Linked DNA regions of Danio rerio: region 2 is linked to region 1. Evidence: chromatin contacts called from public HiChIP or PLAC-seq data. All regions are on one chromosome and are shown on one strand. Each heading gives the region's core, a stretch centred on a gene start, on an enhancer-like site or on the middle of the called end of the contact. The rest is flanking DNA. Distances are from core to core; before and after follow the strand shown.

Region 1 (3,110 bases), core at 175-2,674:
ATATATAGTTTATTGTTTACTTCTATTTATTCGTTTAATTTATTTCTTTTCATTTTATTTATTTACTTCTATTTCAATTCATTTATTTCTATCTAGATATACTTCTAGAGTTTATATCTCTACATATTTATTGGGGGCCTCCAGAATTCATGTGGCCCTAAGCGGCCCCTAGTTCTGAGTCAAAAACGTAACATGTCATGGGTCTTCAGTCACATGATCCTGAATGGAGTCCTACAACTAGCTAATTAAAGGTTTCCGTGGAATTGCACCATTTAAAATTAACATGCAGTGTCATTCCAGAAGACATGGTTTTCAGACAATATGTAAAACGTCTCTGTGTTCTATATGGATTAAATAATAATTTCCATTTAGGCTACTAATAAAATAACTTTTCATAAAAATTAGGCCTGGTGTAGTCTATTTATTAATGATTTTACGATTTATAAGAGTTGCAATTTACACTATGCTTGAGACAGACACACCAAATGGCGGATGTGTGATACCAACACAGTTTTATAACAAGAGGTCCATGAAAGACAAAGAAATGTTTAACAATTGACTTTAGATGATAATATTAATTAGGCTATATTCACTTTTGTCATGTGTGATAGTGAAAATGCAACGTTGTGTCAAGCCTGATCTCACGAGAAAACGTAAGTATTTTACGTTTTGCCATGTCAACACAACCCATATGCACATGATATTATGGTACTGACCTTCTTGTTCGGGTGTATAAAGCGGTTTGTCAGTCTGGATAAAGAGAAAACCATTGACTGTAGTGACCGGGATTTTAACATTATCAGTGAAAGCAGAAGAAATCGTCTGAAGGTAGACAGATGTGTCCTCTTTGGGAAAATCTTTTGCTAATATCTGTGAAAAGGAAAATGGAAGAAGAGCCATTCCTTATAAGATATTTTAAAAAGAGTTTTATATACAAGTCAACACCATTAAATGTGCAGAATTTACCCGTAAAGTCGCTGAAGCTTGATAGTTATTCGCGGCGTTGAGCTTCAGGGATTGATAGTCATATTCTTTATTGCCTACTGCTAACGTGTTCTTCAGGTGCAGATGAACTGTAGTTTCCTGATCAAAACCAAACAACTGCACGACAACAGTTTCTGAGGCATCGAGCCGCAGGACTTTAGGTGCAGTAATTAGGTATCTAGAAAACAAGACATTTAGCTTATGTGACATATAAAATGTTTCTTAAAATGTCATTTTAATTCACATATAACCTACTTTTATGTTTGATAAACATTGCTTCCCCCCTCCAGCTTTTTGATAACACATTTCATCACTCAAAGAAGAATTTAAATGATGTAAATTGTTACTTACACATTTTCCTGAACGGTGAAGCAGACAAACAGATTAAATATGCAGAACAATAATAATCGTGCCATTATAGACTGTTTGCTTCATGGGAATAAAACAGAGGTCGGGAATTCGGTCAGTTTCAGTAAACCGAATCAATAGGCTTATCTGTGCTTGTTTTAAGTTACTTATTAGCTCAACTGTCTTGAAAGAGGTCCAAGAATGTCATTTCCTGAGGTTTAGATTTATCTGCAGATATTATCCAAAAATAATGAGGACAATTAATTTTTAATTCGGTTTTGGTCCAGAATGACAATTTAACGTTTGATTGCGCAATGTTCTTGTCATCATTGTACAATTATTCAGTCATTATGCACGTTCAAATGAAAGTAAGCATGTATAGATCCACTTACAAATAAAAAAGGAGCTGTTTGTTATTGTTGTGCAATTCTGGCAACTTTTGGACATTGGTTTGACTTTTGTCTTTGTATACTCTGCGTTTAAACAACCAGAAACCAATTCATATCACGTTGAATATACTTGCTGTGAGTTCTTAAAGACAATCACTGAAGTGAGACACAACATTTGTGTTTAGAGTAATTATATAAAAGGTTTAGGGACAGAAGTGGGTATAGCACAATCGCCTAACAGCAAGAAGGTCGCTGGTTAGAGCCTCGGCTGGGTCAGTTGGCATTTATGTGTGGAGTTTGCATGTTCTCCCCTTGTTCGTGTTTCCACCGGGTGCTCCGGTTTCCCCCAGAGTACAAAGACATGCGGTATAGGTGAGCTAAATTGGCCGTAGTGTATGTGAGTGTGTGGATGTTTTCCAGTGTTGCGGCTGGAAGGACATCCACTGCGTAAAACATTAGCTGGATATGTTTACGGTTCATTCCGCTGTGGCTGAATAAAATGAATAAATGAATGAATGTAAAAGGTTTAGCCGTTATTATTTTGTTCAAGTTCGAGCAAGATGAATAATTACAAAATGACAAAAACATGATCTTTGTTAATTCTTTATTGAGCATACAAGTGAATACCCAAATAATTTTATATAAGCAAACATAGTATACATAATATAATAGAACCAAATTTTGTAATAATACTTTAAGCTTTACATACATACACAGATAAAGTGACTATTCCATGTTTTTGGACGTAAAAGTTCAAATCCTATGTACATTCCTTTACATACTTCATATCGTTCATTGGACAATAAACATGCTCTGATTGGCCTGCAGTGACGCAAATCGGTCACTAAGTGGTGCTTGATCCCAATGGATCCATTCAGTAGAGAGGCTAAAGCAAATAACGTGGTGTGGTTTAGAGGGAATGGGACAAAACAATACTACTGCATGCAAATGTGAGTAAAAGATGCACTGACTACTGATCATCTTAAGTGACTTTGTTTGATCACATTGTTATGAGGCAGATATCTGCCACACAGAGCCGACAGTGCATGTAGTTCAACAAGAAACAGCCCTTCCATGGCCATCGTCTTTACTTCAGTGCTGAGTTCTGCAGGCGTTGTTTGTCATGTCTGTTCACTTTTTCACCTTTGGGAACTGCAGAGTATCCACGTAAGGTGAGAGTATTCAGAGCCGGCTCGGCACTGACACACTTGTGCTTTTGACGAACAGCCAAACGGTGGGACTGCTAACATCTCGAGTGCATTGTTTCTCATAGCACCATGGTGGGTATGTGATGCACCAGGGAGGCTGGGTGTGGAACCTGTGCCAGCTGAGGAGGTGGAGGCGAGTGAGCCTGAAGCCCCACTACAGCCCCTGTGTTGGCCGGCCGGT
Region 2 (3,404 bases), core at 162-2,661, 150 kb after region 1:
ATACATGGCAGGGTTTCATAATCTGTAATAACGCAGCCTCTATTCTCAATGGCTAAGCCTCTGCTAAGCCCCGCCCACAAACGATCCACATCAGCACTAAGCGGAAAACGAGCCAATCAGCGTTCAACAAGTACCAGGCAGAACTAAATGAATGGGAAGAGATATGAGGGCCAATGTCTGCCTGTGTGTCAACACTTTACTCGCAGTCTGTGCGCCTGCAGGGTGTTTGTCATGTTTCCAAGCAGCACAGGAATTCTGCAGACTTCATGTTTGCCTTCAGTTACAGTTTTAATACATGTAGAACGACTGCGTTGGGTGAAAACAAGGGGGGTTAATATTAACTCAGTAGCTATGTGCTTAAACTACATTTAAATTATGAATATTACCGTTTCTGGACGGTTAAAGCGTATAGCAATGAGTATATTAAACTAACAGGACATTAAGAGCTTTGTAAAGAGCTAAAAACACAGACAACAACCATACAATAATGGCATACGTATTAAGTTGTCTGTAATTAAAGGGGCAGATCACCCAAAATTTACTCACCCTAGAAACTCAACGGTTTAGGACAAGTAAATGGTGAGAATGACAGAATTGTCCCTTTTTTAAGCCCAAAATGAGCAGTTATTGCTCAACACTAAAACAAGTAATCTAATAATCACCTAAAATAAGCATATATTTGCAACATAATCATAAACAAACGCTGTCATTTGTGCATTTGATGAACATATTTTTCTAATCAGTCATTGTATGCTTACTACAGTAACATGGTGGGTCTACTTTGGCTGCAGATCATTTAGATTAAAGATAACGTGACATTTGAACGTTTTGAAATCTCACAAATACAGTAACGTTACATTCAACGTCAATAATTTAACGTTACATACATTTGCAACTGCTTATCAGTACTCAAAAGCAGGTTTAACTAAACCCTTAATACACATTCAATATAATATCAACACATATGGTCGACAATCAAGAATAATCATAGATCTCGAGAACACTAACTTCACTTCAGAGTCACAAGACTAGAAGTTCGCTAATAAATGCGAACTGCAGCCAAGCACAGCTGACTCGCTGTATAAACGCAGGCTTTACCGAACTTGATGTGTGTTTGTTTAGCGGAGCAGTGTAACGTTATTCTCCGTGATTTAAGAGTAACGTTAAGTTGGCTACCGGGGCCTTCAGTTCTCTCACCTGATCCGCCACGTCCTCCGCGTTGCTCATCAAATCATTTGGAGCCATGACACCGAAATACAAGAGCAAAGTCCTCGTCTGCAGGACACTTTTTGTGATTCGTGGGCCGTTTATAGGTGTCCTTTTTCGCTCGCAGGTGTGTTACAGGTCTCGTACTAGCCTTGCTTTGCCGTCGTCTCTATGTGTGTACTAGAATGCCATCTCCGCCCCATAATGCCCTGCTGCTCGTCCTGTCGCCCCCTGTAGGACACACACGCCTCTGCATGCCACGTGTACTGATGCAGCCAGAATATATGGAGAGCTCAAACTGTGACGTCTCAGTTCACTTTCAGTCTGTCACACATGACTCATCATGACATACATTAGATAGACTGCATTATGTACAAGTCTGAATACACAGATAAACATAAATATAAATAACTGTAGCCCCTAGGTTGTCAACAAGTATTCAGAAATTGAAAGTTGATGATGAGTGAATGAGTTGCCCATTACAGTGGTGGAAAAAGTATTGAACACTTCATGTTTTTTTATGCTGAGAAAAATATTCTAAAGGAGCTGTTGATATGGGAAGTGAACCAGATTTTGGTAAAAACCTGAACAATACAAACAAAATATATAACAAAAAAAAAAAAAAAAACTGAGAAAAATAGTTATGTGTAACAGCAATGTAATAACACAAGAATAATGTACTGAAATATTGAAACGTAGTTAATACTTTATACAAAACGCTTTTTGGTGATGGAGAAGTCAGATGCATTGCTCATGTGTGCAAATCTTGATTGTTGGGTCTCGTCTATCAAATCTGATCTTTACTTTCCATTGGATTCAAGTTAGGTGATTGGCTGGGCCATTCTACAGCTTGATTTTCTTTCTCTGAAAGGATTTGAGAGTTTGCTTGGCTGTGTTTTGGATCATTGTCTAGATAAAATGTCTAACGCTCAGGTTTTATAATCATCCTGTAACATAGATGTTGGACTGAAGCAGCAAATATTAAATGTACAATGATGAAGGGCAGAGGGTTGCTGAAGAACTTCTGAGAGATTTAAGCTGCTTTCACTGCCTTTTTATACCTTCCTTTCTTCATGCGTTCAATATTTTTTCACTACCATTTCATTTTATTACACATAATCTAATTAGTTTTGTTTTCTTTCCATATATGGATTTCTTGTGTTGTTACCAACATTCGGTAAAAATGTCAAGTCAACAGCACCTTTATAAATGCTTTAAAAAATGGTGACATGTTCAGTACTTGTTTGTAAACTAATAATATTCCTTTTTTTGCATATGTGGATTTTATTGGTTGTTGCTAACATCTAGGGAGTATTTCAATGCAACAGCACCTTCAAAAATATGCTTTCTGAGAAGAATGGTGACATGTTGAATACTTATTTCCCCCACTGCACTTAATAAAGTTCTCCCAAAAGGAAGTTCTGTCATCTTTTACTCAACCTCCACTTGTTCCAAACCAGTTAGAGTTTTTTTTTATTTTTAAGTCAAACAGAAAATACGACATTTTGAAAAATGTTGTAAACCCAGAAGCCACTGACTTCCATAATATTAGTTATTTTCTATTATGGAAATTAGTGATTACCAGTTTCCAACATTTTTCAAATATATCCTTTTCTGTTGAACAGAAGAAAACAAGAAACTCTTAAAAGCTTGAAACAACTTCAGTGCTTTAAATACTAAAAATGCTATTTGGACTGAAAGGGTAAACTAGAGCACCTGGAGGAAACTTGGGGAGAACATGCAAACTCCACACACACTGCGAAAAAAAAGATTTTTCTACAAAAGCAAAACATATTGTCTTGTTTTAAGAAATAATATGCCAAAATGAAGTGAGTTTTTCCTTCAAACAAGCAAAGTAATCTGCCAATGGGGTGAGCAAAATAATCTTACTTCAAAAGGAAAAAGTTTGCTTATTTAGCTTGATTTAAGGAAAAACTCACTTAATATTGGCATATTATTTCTCAAAAACAAGACATTATGTTTCGCTTACCTAGAAAATGCTTCATTAATTTTTAAATATTTGGACTGGAAACAAGACAAAAAATCGAAGTAAGAAAAACATTTGCAGTGCAGAAATGCCAACTGACCCAGCCGGGACTCAAACCTGCGACCTTCTTTCTGTGAGGCGACAGTGCAAACCACTGAGCCACCATGTCACCCGACTTCCATAGTATTTTTTTTTTTTACAATGGAAGTTA

What was found. HiChIP or PLAC-seq counts read pairs in DNA pulled down with a chosen protein or histone mark.
Region 2: a contact with region 1 is called in an H3K4me3 HiChIP or PLAC-seq map of gastrula embryo, with 4 times the contacts expected there. The contact joins the promoter of surf4l here to the promoter of c5 in region 1. A contact is called at or near these places in 1 of 18 Hi-C or Micro-C datasets (caudal fin) and 2 of 4 datasets of contacts at active chromatin or transcription factors (embryo and gastrula embryo).

Annotation. Positions count from the first base shown.
Region 1 is chr5:69,440,133-69,443,242 of GRCz12tu, forward strand. c5 (complement component 5) reads right to left here and starts at 1,425. Exons shown (of 42, transcript XM_001919191.10): 1 at 1,336-1,425; 2 at 967-1,162; 3 at 717-870. The coding sequence starts at 1,400. It overlaps prdm12b (PR domain containing 12b), which reads right to left. Exons shown (of 5, transcript NM_001007457.2): 5 at 2,314-3,110. The coding sequence ends at 2,989.
Region 2 is chr5:69,587,318-69,590,721 of GRCz12tu, forward strand. surf4l (surfeit 4, like) reads right to left here and starts at 1,412. Exons shown (of 6, transcript NM_001002470.2): 1 at 1,198-1,412. The coding sequence starts at 1,245. It also overlaps a transcript of ciz1b not described here.